2 separate regions of the Canis lupus genome follow, and region 1 is linked to region 2. Evidence: chromatin contacts called from public Hi-C data. All regions are on one chromosome and are shown on one strand. The core of a region is the stretch at or near the end of the contact, and the rest is flanking DNA. Distances in the headings are between cores, read along the strand shown.

The links. Hi-C and Micro-C count contacts between places; a contact is called where the count stands out from the background.
Region 1: a contact with region 2 is called in a Hi-C map of blood, with 2.8 times the contacts expected there. The contact joins the promoter of UBE2I here to the promoter of TELO2 in region 2. A contact is called at or near these places in 2 of 9 Hi-C or Micro-C datasets (both in blood).

Annotation. Positions count from the first base shown.
Region 1 is chr6:39,922,955-39,928,496 of UU_Cfam_GSD_1.0, reverse strand. UBE2I (SUMO-conjugating enzyme UBC9) reads left to right here and starts at 2,593. Exons shown (of 7, transcript XM_038540854.1): 1 at 2,593-2,724.
Region 2 is chr6:39,791,106-39,796,094 of UU_Cfam_GSD_1.0, reverse strand. It overlaps TELO2 (telomere length regulation protein TEL2 homolog), which reads left to right and starts at 1,558. Exons shown (of 21, transcript XM_038540828.1): 1 at 1,558-1,818; 2 at 2,486-2,863; 3 at 3,438-3,715. The coding sequence starts at 1,676.

The DNA of each region.
Region 1 (5,542 bases), core at 1,344-3,843, 130 kb before region 2:
ACGGCACCATCTAACCCAGATGTGTTCCCAGCTGCACAACTGCTCCCCGCACGCCCCGTGGCTTTAAACAGGGCACTTTGCGGTCGTCTCCCTTTCTTGCGTCAGGAGCGGGGCTGAGTGTCACAGGCCGGGGCTGCCTTCTCCTGCCCTCAGCTGAGGCTCGGGCCTTCCTGCAAGCTCAGTCCCCCGCTGTGGAAGGCCTGAGGTCCCCACTTTCTTGCTGGCCGTCATGGGGGCGGTGGCCCTCGCGGGCTCTAGAGGCCGCCCATTGTTCCCTGCCCGCGGCCCAGTCTACACGGTCAGCGCGCCTCCCATCAGGGCTGGACAAACGTGATGATCCTGACAGCCTGTGCGCCAGCCCGTGAGCGCAGGAACGGCCCAGGACGCAAGCCTGGAGGTCGCCTCCTGCGCATCCCCTGCCCTCCTCCACCTAAATGCCAGATGCTCCTCCTCCAATTTTTTTTTTTAAAGATTTACTTACTCATGACAGACACACAGAGAGAAGGGCAGAGACACAGGCAGAGGGAGAAGCAGGCTCCCTGCAGGGAGTCCAACGTGTGTTTCGATCCTGGGTCCCCAGGATCACACCCCGGGCCGAAGGTGGTGCCAGACCGCTGGGCCATCGGGGCTGCCCTGCTCCTCCGATCCTGACTCTCTTCCCAGCATGAGGACAGCTTTCCCCTAGGAGGGCAGTTCTTCCTGCTGTGGTTGGACCTTGGCCATCAGAGCCAAGGGGCCGCACTTCCCATCTCCGGGTATCCCCTCCTCACGCATAGACAGGACCTGCTCTTAGTTTCCTTCTCTGCAACCTTCCATGGCTCCCCAGGGCCCACAGGGTCAGGCCCAGGCCACCCTTGGTGGTCGGCCTCCCCGAACGACACCCCTGCTCCCTCTCTGCCCTGTCTGTGCAGAGCCCACGAAGGCCCATGGGTCTCCTCTCTTGCCTCCAGCAGCGGCCACCGCTCTTTGTCAGGTGTCTTCCCCACACAGCCTGGTGCAAACCTGGCATCTGCACAAGGATGGGCCCGAAGCCCATGCTCCTTGGCAGGAAGCCACTAGAAAGTGGGCCGTGCAGCAGGCTCTCCTGGGGTTCTCGTTAAAACACACACTCCCGCCCGCAGGACCCCTGGGCTCTGGTGAATCAGAAGCCCCAGGAAACAGGTGTCTCAGATAAGCCCCAGATGGTCCTGACACTCTCAGGTGCAGAACTGCAGCTGCCTGGGGGAGGGGCAGGGCGGCAGCGGCCCATGGGGGTGGCCCTGGGGATTCAGGAGCCGACAGCCCGGCGGAGTTCAGGCCTGGCGGGGACGTGACCGCTTATACTTGGCTCATTGGTCACCGGGGCGGCGGTCACTCTAGCCAAGCCCCAGAGGCCACTGCTGGCCGGGGTGGGGGTGGGTGGGGTGGTGACCTAGGCCCCGCATCAGGGGGACGCCCTCATTTTACTCCCCAAGTAACAGGAGGGCTGGGAGCGGCGCGGCTTGCATGCCCTGAGCAGCCGCTGGACACGGGGCCTGTGGTCCCTGCCCCTGGGGAAGCCTGAGCACGGTGCCAACTACGGGGCCCCGGGGGAGAGAGGGAGGGAGGGAAGGGAGAGGAGGGGAGGGGGAGGGGGGAGAAACGGAGGAGGGAGGGAAGGGGGAGGGGAGGGAGGGGGAGGGGGCGTGCAGGCCCGCCGCTCCGGCATTCCAGTGCCCCCACCCGCGACCTGCAGCCCGGGGCCGCGATGCCCTCCAGCGGCCCCTGCGCGGGGATGGGGGTGCCCGAGACACCCACCGCTGCTTGACCCCTAGGCGCCCACCGGGGCAGCGGACTGACCTCGGAAGGCGCCCCCCCACACACACCTGGGGTTCGGGCGACGAGGCGGGCCCGACGGGGAGACGCCCGGCGGACCGGGAGGGGCCGCGGTTCGCTCCGCCCGCCGTCCGCTCTCCTCCCCTCCCTTATGCGCCCGCGGCCCCGGCGGCCCGCCCCCGGGTTAGGGAGCGTCAGCACTTGTGGTCCCGTCGGTCCGGCGGGCGCTCGGCCTCCTGTGCCGGGTCGACTCATTGGGCGGCTTCGCCGGGCGCCCCGCCCCGGGCCCGCAGCTGGCCAATCGCAAGGGGTTTCACAGGCCGCCGTGCTCCGGGGACCGTCACCGCGCTGCGACGCTTCGGGGATCCTTAGGCCTCAGTGGGCTTTTCTCCCCCGGCCCCTGATCCCAGCCCCAAGGAGACCTCCGGGGCCCGTGCGCGGGCAGCTGCCCGCGCGGCATCCGGGGGGCCCTCGGCGGTCTCGGCCTCCGCCGGCCCCCGCTGCCCGCCGGCGTGTCCTCGGGTGGACGCGCGCGTCGCGAGGGGGAGTTTGCAGACGCTCCCTCCGGTCGGGGACGCGGCTCCTTTAAGGGCGCAGGTGTCCGCGGCGCCGCCCGACGGGAAAGCCTCCGCCGACCCAGGCTCCGGAGCCGCACCCGGGGCGGGGGCGCGCGGCGGCAGGGCGCGGGCGGCGGGCGGCGCGCGGCGGGCGGGGCGGCGCGGGGCGCGGGAAGGCGGCGGCGGCGCGCGGGGCAGGCGCGCGGCGGGCAGCCCCCGTAGGCCCCGCCCCGCCCCGCCCGCCGGGGGTCCTCGGAGCGCTCGGGCTGCGCGCGGAGCGGGCTCGGGAGGGAAGTCCCGAGACAAAGGGAGCGCCGCCGCCGCCGCCGCCGCCGCCTCGTCCGCCTCGCTCGCCGGGCCGCGGCCGCCCGAGGTGAGCGCGGGGGCGCGGGCGGGCGGCGGGGGGCGCGGGCGGGGGCCGGCCTCGGGGCGCGGGGCCTCCGCCGCCGTCGGGCCCGGCCGGGCGCCTCCCCCAGCCCCGGCCCGCCCCGCGCCCCCCCCGCCCGGAGCCGGGCCGCCTCAGTCCGCGGCGTGCGCCCCCCCCCGCCCCGGGGTCGCGGCCCGCCGGCCCCTCGAGCCCCGCGCGCGCCCGGCCGGGAGCGCGGAGAACGGCCCCCCGGCGCGTGCCCGGCGCGGCCCCGGAGCTGCGGCCGCGGTTGACAGGGATGCGAGCCCGCCCGCCGCCGCTGCCGCCCGCGGGATCCGTTTCCGGGGTCACGGCCCGCCCGCCGGCCGCGGAGCTCGTGCGCGGGGCCCCGACGCGCCAGGCGCCCCCCGCCCCGAGCCCCGCGGGGTCTCCCGGGGCCGAGCGCAGGGGGCCGGGCCTGCACCTGCTGGGGCCGGGGCGCCTGCGGACCCCGGGGCCCGCGGAGGAGTCGGCAGCCCCGGCCCCGCGGACCCCAGCTTGCTCCTGCTTTGCTTACGGGGTGCGGGGCGCCGGGCGGTCGGAGCCTGGGGAGCCCCGAGGTCAGGGACCCGGCCTCCGAGTCGGCGCCCGGGGTCCCGGGAGCTGTCGGGGGGCGGGCGGCCAGGTAGGTGCCTCTGCCGGGTGCAGCAGGTCCCCCCCTCGGGGAGCGCCGCCCAGGACGGCCCGGGCGGGGCTCCCACTCGCAGCGTGTCTGCGTCCCGCACAGGCCCGAGGGGTCGCAGTGCTGCGCCCATTTCACAGATGAGACCGAAACCGTCCGGACGGGAGATGAGTGCCTAGCCCAAACCCCGGCAGCCAGGGCAGCCAGGAAGCGGCTCTGAGGTCTGTACCCTCAGGTCGCGGAGCACAGCGCCAGGGGAGTTCACCGAGAGTCCACGCCGCTGCGGGAACCCTGGCGGGAGGTGGCTGTGCCTGGAGGGCCCGCTCCCGTCCTCGGGCTGTCTCCCCGGCCTGGGGATGGGTCGTCCCATCTCCCGGCGTCTGGCTCGCACCTAACCACCCCCCTGAGTGCCTCTCTGTGAGCTTGTCCCGGGGAGATGTGGTCTTAAGTGGGATTCTGAATGAGAGGTTGCCTGCTGTGGTTGAAATGTAGCAAACTGGAGGCTGGTGGGAGTGGGAGCATGTCTGAGCCCAGGTGTGTGCTGGGGACAGGGCAGCTGTGCACCTGTGGCTCTTTGTCCCGCCGGCAGAAACCCACCCCGGTCTGGCCCAGCAGCACCCCCGCGGCAGGAGCTCTCCTGCGACCACCCCTCCTGACTTCCCCCAACCTGGGACACCCTCACACAGGCCCTGGGGCAGGGCCTCCATGGGCGGTCCTGTCCAGTCTTCAGGGCAGAAGAGGTGGCAGGGTTGTGCCACGGGTACGCTTGCAGACGGCGCTCAGGACGGCCTGGCCTGGCCTGGCAGGGCCTGCCCCCAGCCCCCACAGAGCGCCCCGTGTTGGGGAGCTCCGGCCTGGGGCTTCAGAAACCTGTTTAGATGCCTGGCAGAGCTTAGGCTCACCGGGGACCTTGCATCTCAACTACAGAACTGCTTACCAGGCTGCTTGTCTTTGGTCGCTGAGGCTCCGTGTTGGTTAATTCAGCAGAAGGTTCCTGCCAACTTGCACTGTCTGCTTCCCCGGGGGGGTGAAGGGGGTGCTCCGGTGATCATGCTGTGTGCGCCAGGGAGCTCGGGGGCAGGAGTGTTTTGTGCCCTCGAACCTCCTGCAGGGAAGGGCATTTCCACTGACCCAAGGCTTGGGGTTGGCTCAGATTCCACGGAGAAGGACCAGTGGAAATGAAGGTTTTGAGAAACTTGTAGAAGTAAAGCATCTTCCGGCATCGGGGTCCCTGCCCGCTTCTAACCAGAGAACACTTGGGAGGCAGACTGGCCTACGCTCCTGCAAGCCCTAATCCTCCTCCTCAGGATCAGCGCTCGCCCTTGTTGCACTGCTGGGCCCCCGCCTCTGGCCCAAACAAATATTCCAGACGAGTGTGCTGTCCTGTGAAGGAGATCTGGGCAGGGGTGCACCTTGCTGGTCCCAAACTCCCCCTGGCAGGTGTTCCTGGCGGCCAGGTCCGTACACGGATGGGGACGAAGGGGGCAGACTAGGATTCTGGGATCATGTGGTGAATTGCAGTTCTGTTCTGGGTCAGCATGCTGTTGTCTATATCGAACGTAGTCTTGAGGTCAGTTAAGATCAGAACCTCGTACAAGGTGTGCTCTGGCGTCACGGTGCCAAAAGCTGCAGGCGGCAGCCCCGGGCGGGGGGGTGTCGTCATCATGTCATGCTTTCTGAATGGAGGGCTGTGATTTTTGACTTTTTGTTTTTCTTATAAGCTAAGTACATGGTTTTTAAAACGGGACCCCATCTAGTTGGTCTGGCGGTTTGTCATAACTCAGCCAGCTTCCTGAGACCTGGTCTCTTGCATGACACCAGGGACTACAGTCGTGTTCTGCAGTGGTGATTCCCAGACCCTTCCTCCTACTTGGCTTACTTCTTGGGAAGAGAATTGACCGAGAGCCTCCCAGACCCCAGGCACTAGGTCTCGCCCAGAGTTCTGACGTAAGGCCACAGGGGTCTGGGACGTGCATTTTTGACAGGCACACAGGGCCACACCTGGAGAGCCAGAGATAGCAAGGTCCAGGGCCTGTGTCCGCTGAGCTGTTGGTCTCACCCCTGCTGCATGACGGTGTGGGCTCTGGGCAGGGGACTGTGCTGCTCAGGGACCGGGAGGGGGGTGGCTGGGGTGGGGGGTAGGTGTTGGGGCAGAGAGCATGA
Region 2 (4,989 bases), core at 309-2,808:
TTTCCAAACAAATAAATAATTAGGGGCTTCTGGGTGGCTTAGAGGGTTAAGCATCTGGCTTTGTGTTCTGCTCAGGTCATGATCCTAGGGTCCTGGGATTGAGCCTGGCGTCGGGCTCCTGCTCTACGGGCAGCGTGTGTCTCCCTCTCCCTCTGCTACTCCGTTTGTTCTCTTTCTCTCAAACAAATAAACAAAATCTTTTTATTTTATTTTATTTTATTTTATTTTTTTTCAAATAAACAAAATCTTAAAAGAAAATAATTAAATCAGGAAAGCTGAAAGGCAAGATTTAAGCAATTGCCCAGAAAGCAGGGCAAAAAGACAGAGAGATGGAAAAAAAGAGAGAGAGAGAAAGTATAGCCTTCAAGGGGAATCCAATGAAGAGCAAGCACAGAGTGAGAGAAGAGAAAACGGGAAGGTAGTCTGGGAAGGGTTCCCGGCCGAGGGCATCAGTCTCAAGACGGTGTGCCAGAGAGGGCCACTTGTCATGTGTCAGAACCCCATGGCTGAGGAGTCTCCAAGTGTCGGTGGAGGAAGTGGAGGAAGAACTGGGTCACACGGAACGACTGGAGACTCTCCTCCCAGAACTGAGTGCTGGCTGCCAAATACAGGAGCAAACCTCAACGTCTCCGAGTGAAAATTATTATCACTTAAAATTGTTTGTCTAGCTCAAATGTGAAGCTGCCTGGAGCAAACAACAAAGGCACTTTTCGGACACCTAAAGGCTTTGGGGGTGTGTCTCCCATGCTTCAACACAGGGATCCAGGCCCAACGGAGCTGCTGTCCGGGCTCCAGAGCCGGGCTCCAATCCAGGAGCTGACTCGGGGGGATTCCCAGAGGCCCAGGAGGGCATCGTCCTCCCCGCGACCCGTCGCAGCCCACACCCACTCCGCAGGGGCGGCCTGCCTGGCCCAGCCCTGCCCTGCACCTTTGCCCCCGCCCCTGCTCCCTTCCTCCCGCCTGCACGCCTGGCGCAACGTCCAAATCGGAGCTCCTCATTCTGCTTACATTTTTAAAAAAGATTCTATTTATTTATTCATTTGAGAGAAAGAGAGAGAGCGAGCGAGAACGCGCGAGCGCACGGGATCGGAGAGGGAGACCAGGGGAAGACGGAGCGTCTCCAGGGGGCTCCCGGCCAGCGCGGGGCCCCCCCGGACCCCCCCAGCGCCCCGAGGCCGTGACCCGAGCCTCAACAGCCGGAGCCGCAGGCTCCCCTGCCTAACGCCCCTGCCGACTTCGCGGACGGACGGCGCCTGTTCTTCATGCGAGCCCTTGACCCGCAAGCGGGGGCCTGGAGAGGCTGGCTGTACGCAGCAGGCATTTAAGGAGTGCGCGCGGAGGGAACGCATCTTCCCAGACTTCCCCGGGGGGCAGCCGAGGCGGGACCGGCGCCTCGCTGCGAGGCCTTCCCGGGCCGCCCGCGGCGCTGCTGCCCCCGCGCGGCCGCCGGGACCCGGAGCTGCGCTCGGAAAGCGGCCACCTGCTGCGGGGAACCCTTGCCTTGGCGGCCCCGCCCACCCGAGGTCCCGCCCCGCCGCGCTCGGCGCAGGCGCAGTCACGGCCACCCGCCCCACGCCTCTTCCGGGTCCCGGGCTTCGCGGCAGATTCGTCGCGATGTGCCCGCGGGCACCGGCCTCACGGACTCGAAAAAATTCAGCGGCAGCTCTGCCAGCGCATGGGAAGCTCGTGCCCCGAGGTCTCACAGCCTAGGCCACGAACCGCGTGCAGAACTGGGCCTCGGCGGCCGTGCCGAATCAGCGGAGGGATAGCAGCGGCGGGGCGGCCGGGAGCGCGCGGGGAGACTCCGGGACCCAGCGGGTGCGCGCCTCCCCGAGACCCCCGGGCGCCCCTTAGGCCCCCCCAGGCCCCCCCAGGCACCCGCCCGTCCCTGAGGCCCCCCTCCCGGCCTCGAGGTCCCCCGCCCGCCCCGAGGTCCCCCTCCCGCCCCGGAGGCCCCCCTCCCGTCCCCCAGGTCCCCCCCCCCCACGCCCCTGATGCAGCCTTAGCTAGTGGCCGGGTGCGCGGACAGACCACCTACCTAGTGGTACTGAACCCCGCAGAGGGGCCTGACCAGAAATACTGCAGATGACACGGGTTCCTGGGAGAGAAGCTAGGATGCGGGGGTCCAGGGTCCCCGGCCTTAGCGCCACCGACGCAGGAGTTAGGATAATCCCCTGTGGTGGGTGCTGTCCTGCACATAGGGGACGTTGACCAGCATCCTGGGCCTCTCCCACCCCCTCACTAGATGCCAGCAGCACCCCAGCTGTGACCCTGAGGTCCAGTGGACCTACTGTAGAGGGTACCAGAAGGGCCCTGAGCTGGGAACCAACTCTTGGTAGAAATGGCTGGTGCTGGCAGGGGAGGATCCTGCGGGTGCAGAGAGATGGGGTCCCTAGCCACCTAACAAGAGGGGCCAGGGGGTGGGGGTTCTGAGAGAATGTGGAACCCACGTCTAGTCTGACAGCGGGTCCCGCGTGGTTGCCAGGGGCTCCGTGGCCGTCTCACCTGAGTCTCCCATGGACTCCAGGATGGACCCAGCTGTCTCTGCAGTCCGGCTCACCGTCCGGGAAGCAGTTCACACTCTTTCCTCCTCCGAGGATGGCGACCGCATCCTTTCCACGCTGGGGTCCCTGAAGCGGTATCTCGGTGGAGCGGAGAACCCGGCCCTTCCCGGGGAGCAGGAGGAGTTTGCCAGGATGCACTTCTCAGCCCTGCTCCGGTGTCTGGTGGGCAGGCTGAGCCCCGCCTGGCTGGAGCTCCTGCCGGGCGGCCAGCTGGAGGCACCATGGGCCAGCTTCTTTCTGGAGGGCCCTGCGGACCAAGCCTTCCTGGTGCTGATGGAGTCCATCGAGGGCATGGCTGGGTGAGTGGGGCTCGGTCTGATTATGTGGTCACTTGTGATGCAAAGGATTGCGGGCCCACAGGTTCTCCAGTAGCTGCGGGAATTCGGTGTCCTGAAAGGTTGAGAGTAGGACTTGCCCCTGGCGGAGCACTGGAGAATTTAAAGGGGGTTGTGTTAATCTCCTTGGCAATGAAGAGGCCCTTGCCCTGGGTCCTGCCCCGTCGGTGAAGGGAGGGAGCAGGAGCGTTCCCATCCCGGTGGCTTAGGCCGTGGGCCTTGCCGTCCTCTTGGGGCCCCTTCCTTCCCTCCCTTCCCTCCGTGCCTCTCTGCTGTGCAGTGAGCCACCTGGCCCTGCAGCAAACTCATGGGGACACCTTCCTCGAGGCAGTTCCCAGACACTGCGTCGTGCGGGGCTGCACGTGGCCCCGGGTCGTGGCACAGCTGGGTTGCGGTTGCTGAGATACACGCAGAGCTGGTGTGGAGCGGGAGACGGGACTGGCTGGCTGCCAGGGGGATTTAACCATCGGTTTTAGGTGCGGGGTGAGCTGTGGGTCGCGGGCTCCCGGCTCCCGCATGACGCCTGCTCTTGCTTCAGCCCGAGCTTCCGTCTGATGAAGATGGTGCAGCTGCTGGCCCAGTTCCTGGGCGCCGGCAGGGTGGCCGCCGTGATGGAGAGCCAGTGTTGGCAGCTGGCCGAGCCGGCCTTCCCGCTGCTCCAGGAGACGCTCCTCGCCAAGCTGGTGGGCCTGCCCGACCACCTGGGCAACCGCCTGCAGCGGGAGAACCTGGCTGCCTTCCTTCCGCAGAACTACTTCCCTCTACTCGGCGAGGAGCTCCTGCGGGTGCTGCAGGCCGTGGTGGACTCTCTGCGAGGTGTGGGGCCCTCTGCGCTGTCCTCAAGCCCTCTTCTCTGGCCACTGCCCCCCCCTCCCCCCCCCCCGGCTTCTCACAGCCTCTGGAGAAGGGATTCTCTGGGTGATGCCATTGGCAGGTCTGCGGGCTGGTAGGGACCTGTACTGGTCACAGTGGCTGAGCGTCACCCACTTCTTGGCTCTTGACCTTGGAGATGGAGATGACCTTGATTCCTTTAGCTCCTGGTTGGGCTGCTGGTGAAGCCGACCCGGTGGGGCTGCTCACTGCCAGGCCACTCACCGCGCTCAGTCTCCGCCACCCCGGGTGGGCCCTGGTGTCTGGACCGCCTGCTCTCCCGCCGTGGGGTGAGCACAGGGTCTTGCCCCTGTGTGTCCAGCGCCCCAGCAGCTGAGGCTGTGCAGTGGGTGCCATGCGCGGGCGCTCCTTGAGGCCCTTCAGTTGTGCTCATGTGGCCCCCGTGGCTACCCCGCGAGGGAGGCCTTGCCACTGTACCGGGTGAGGGAGCAGGTTGAGGCAAGGCACGCCTGTGTCTGCTGAGCCCACGGGGTCTGTCTCGGCTTAGCCGGGCCGCCCCACTTCCTCGTCTGTGCAGGGAGAGGCCCCCAGCATGTTCTGAATGAGTCGAGAGCAGATCTAGACCACATGTGCTTCCGTTGGGCGGCTGCATCCTCGTCCTTGTAGGACTTCGGATGCCCCCTCTTTAGGTGGCAGATGCTGTGTTTGCATCATGCACGTCCTGTCTCATGCTGGGCACCGTCCTCCTGGCGCTTCTGGTGGAGCTGGTGCTCCCATCCTCACGTGTCCCCATGCCCTGTCGCTCCCTGCGGGTGGCTCAGACGCCTGCCACCCGCACCATGTGGCTGACTGCTTGGGCCACCCCTCGGTGCCTCCTCCTTGTGCCGCCACACTGGGCCCTACTCCGTGGTGATTGGGCGAGCAGGAGGGTGAAAGGCTGTTTGAAATTATGATGGGTGCTTCCGGTTAGAAACAGTGCTACTGGGATTTCAGTTGGAGTTAGATGGAAAGGAGTGGTGTTTTTTTTTCTTTTTTTTTTTTTTTTAAGATTTTATTTATTTATTTATAGAGACACAGAGAGAGAGGCAGAGACACAGGCAGGGGGAGAAGCAGTCTCCATGCAGAGAGCCTGACGTGGGACTCGATCCAGGGTCTCCAGGATCACACCCTGAGCTGCAGGTGGCGCTAAACCGCTGCGCCACCGGGGCTGCCCGGGTGGTGTTTTCATGACACAGAGATGCCCTGTCCAGAAAGGAGGT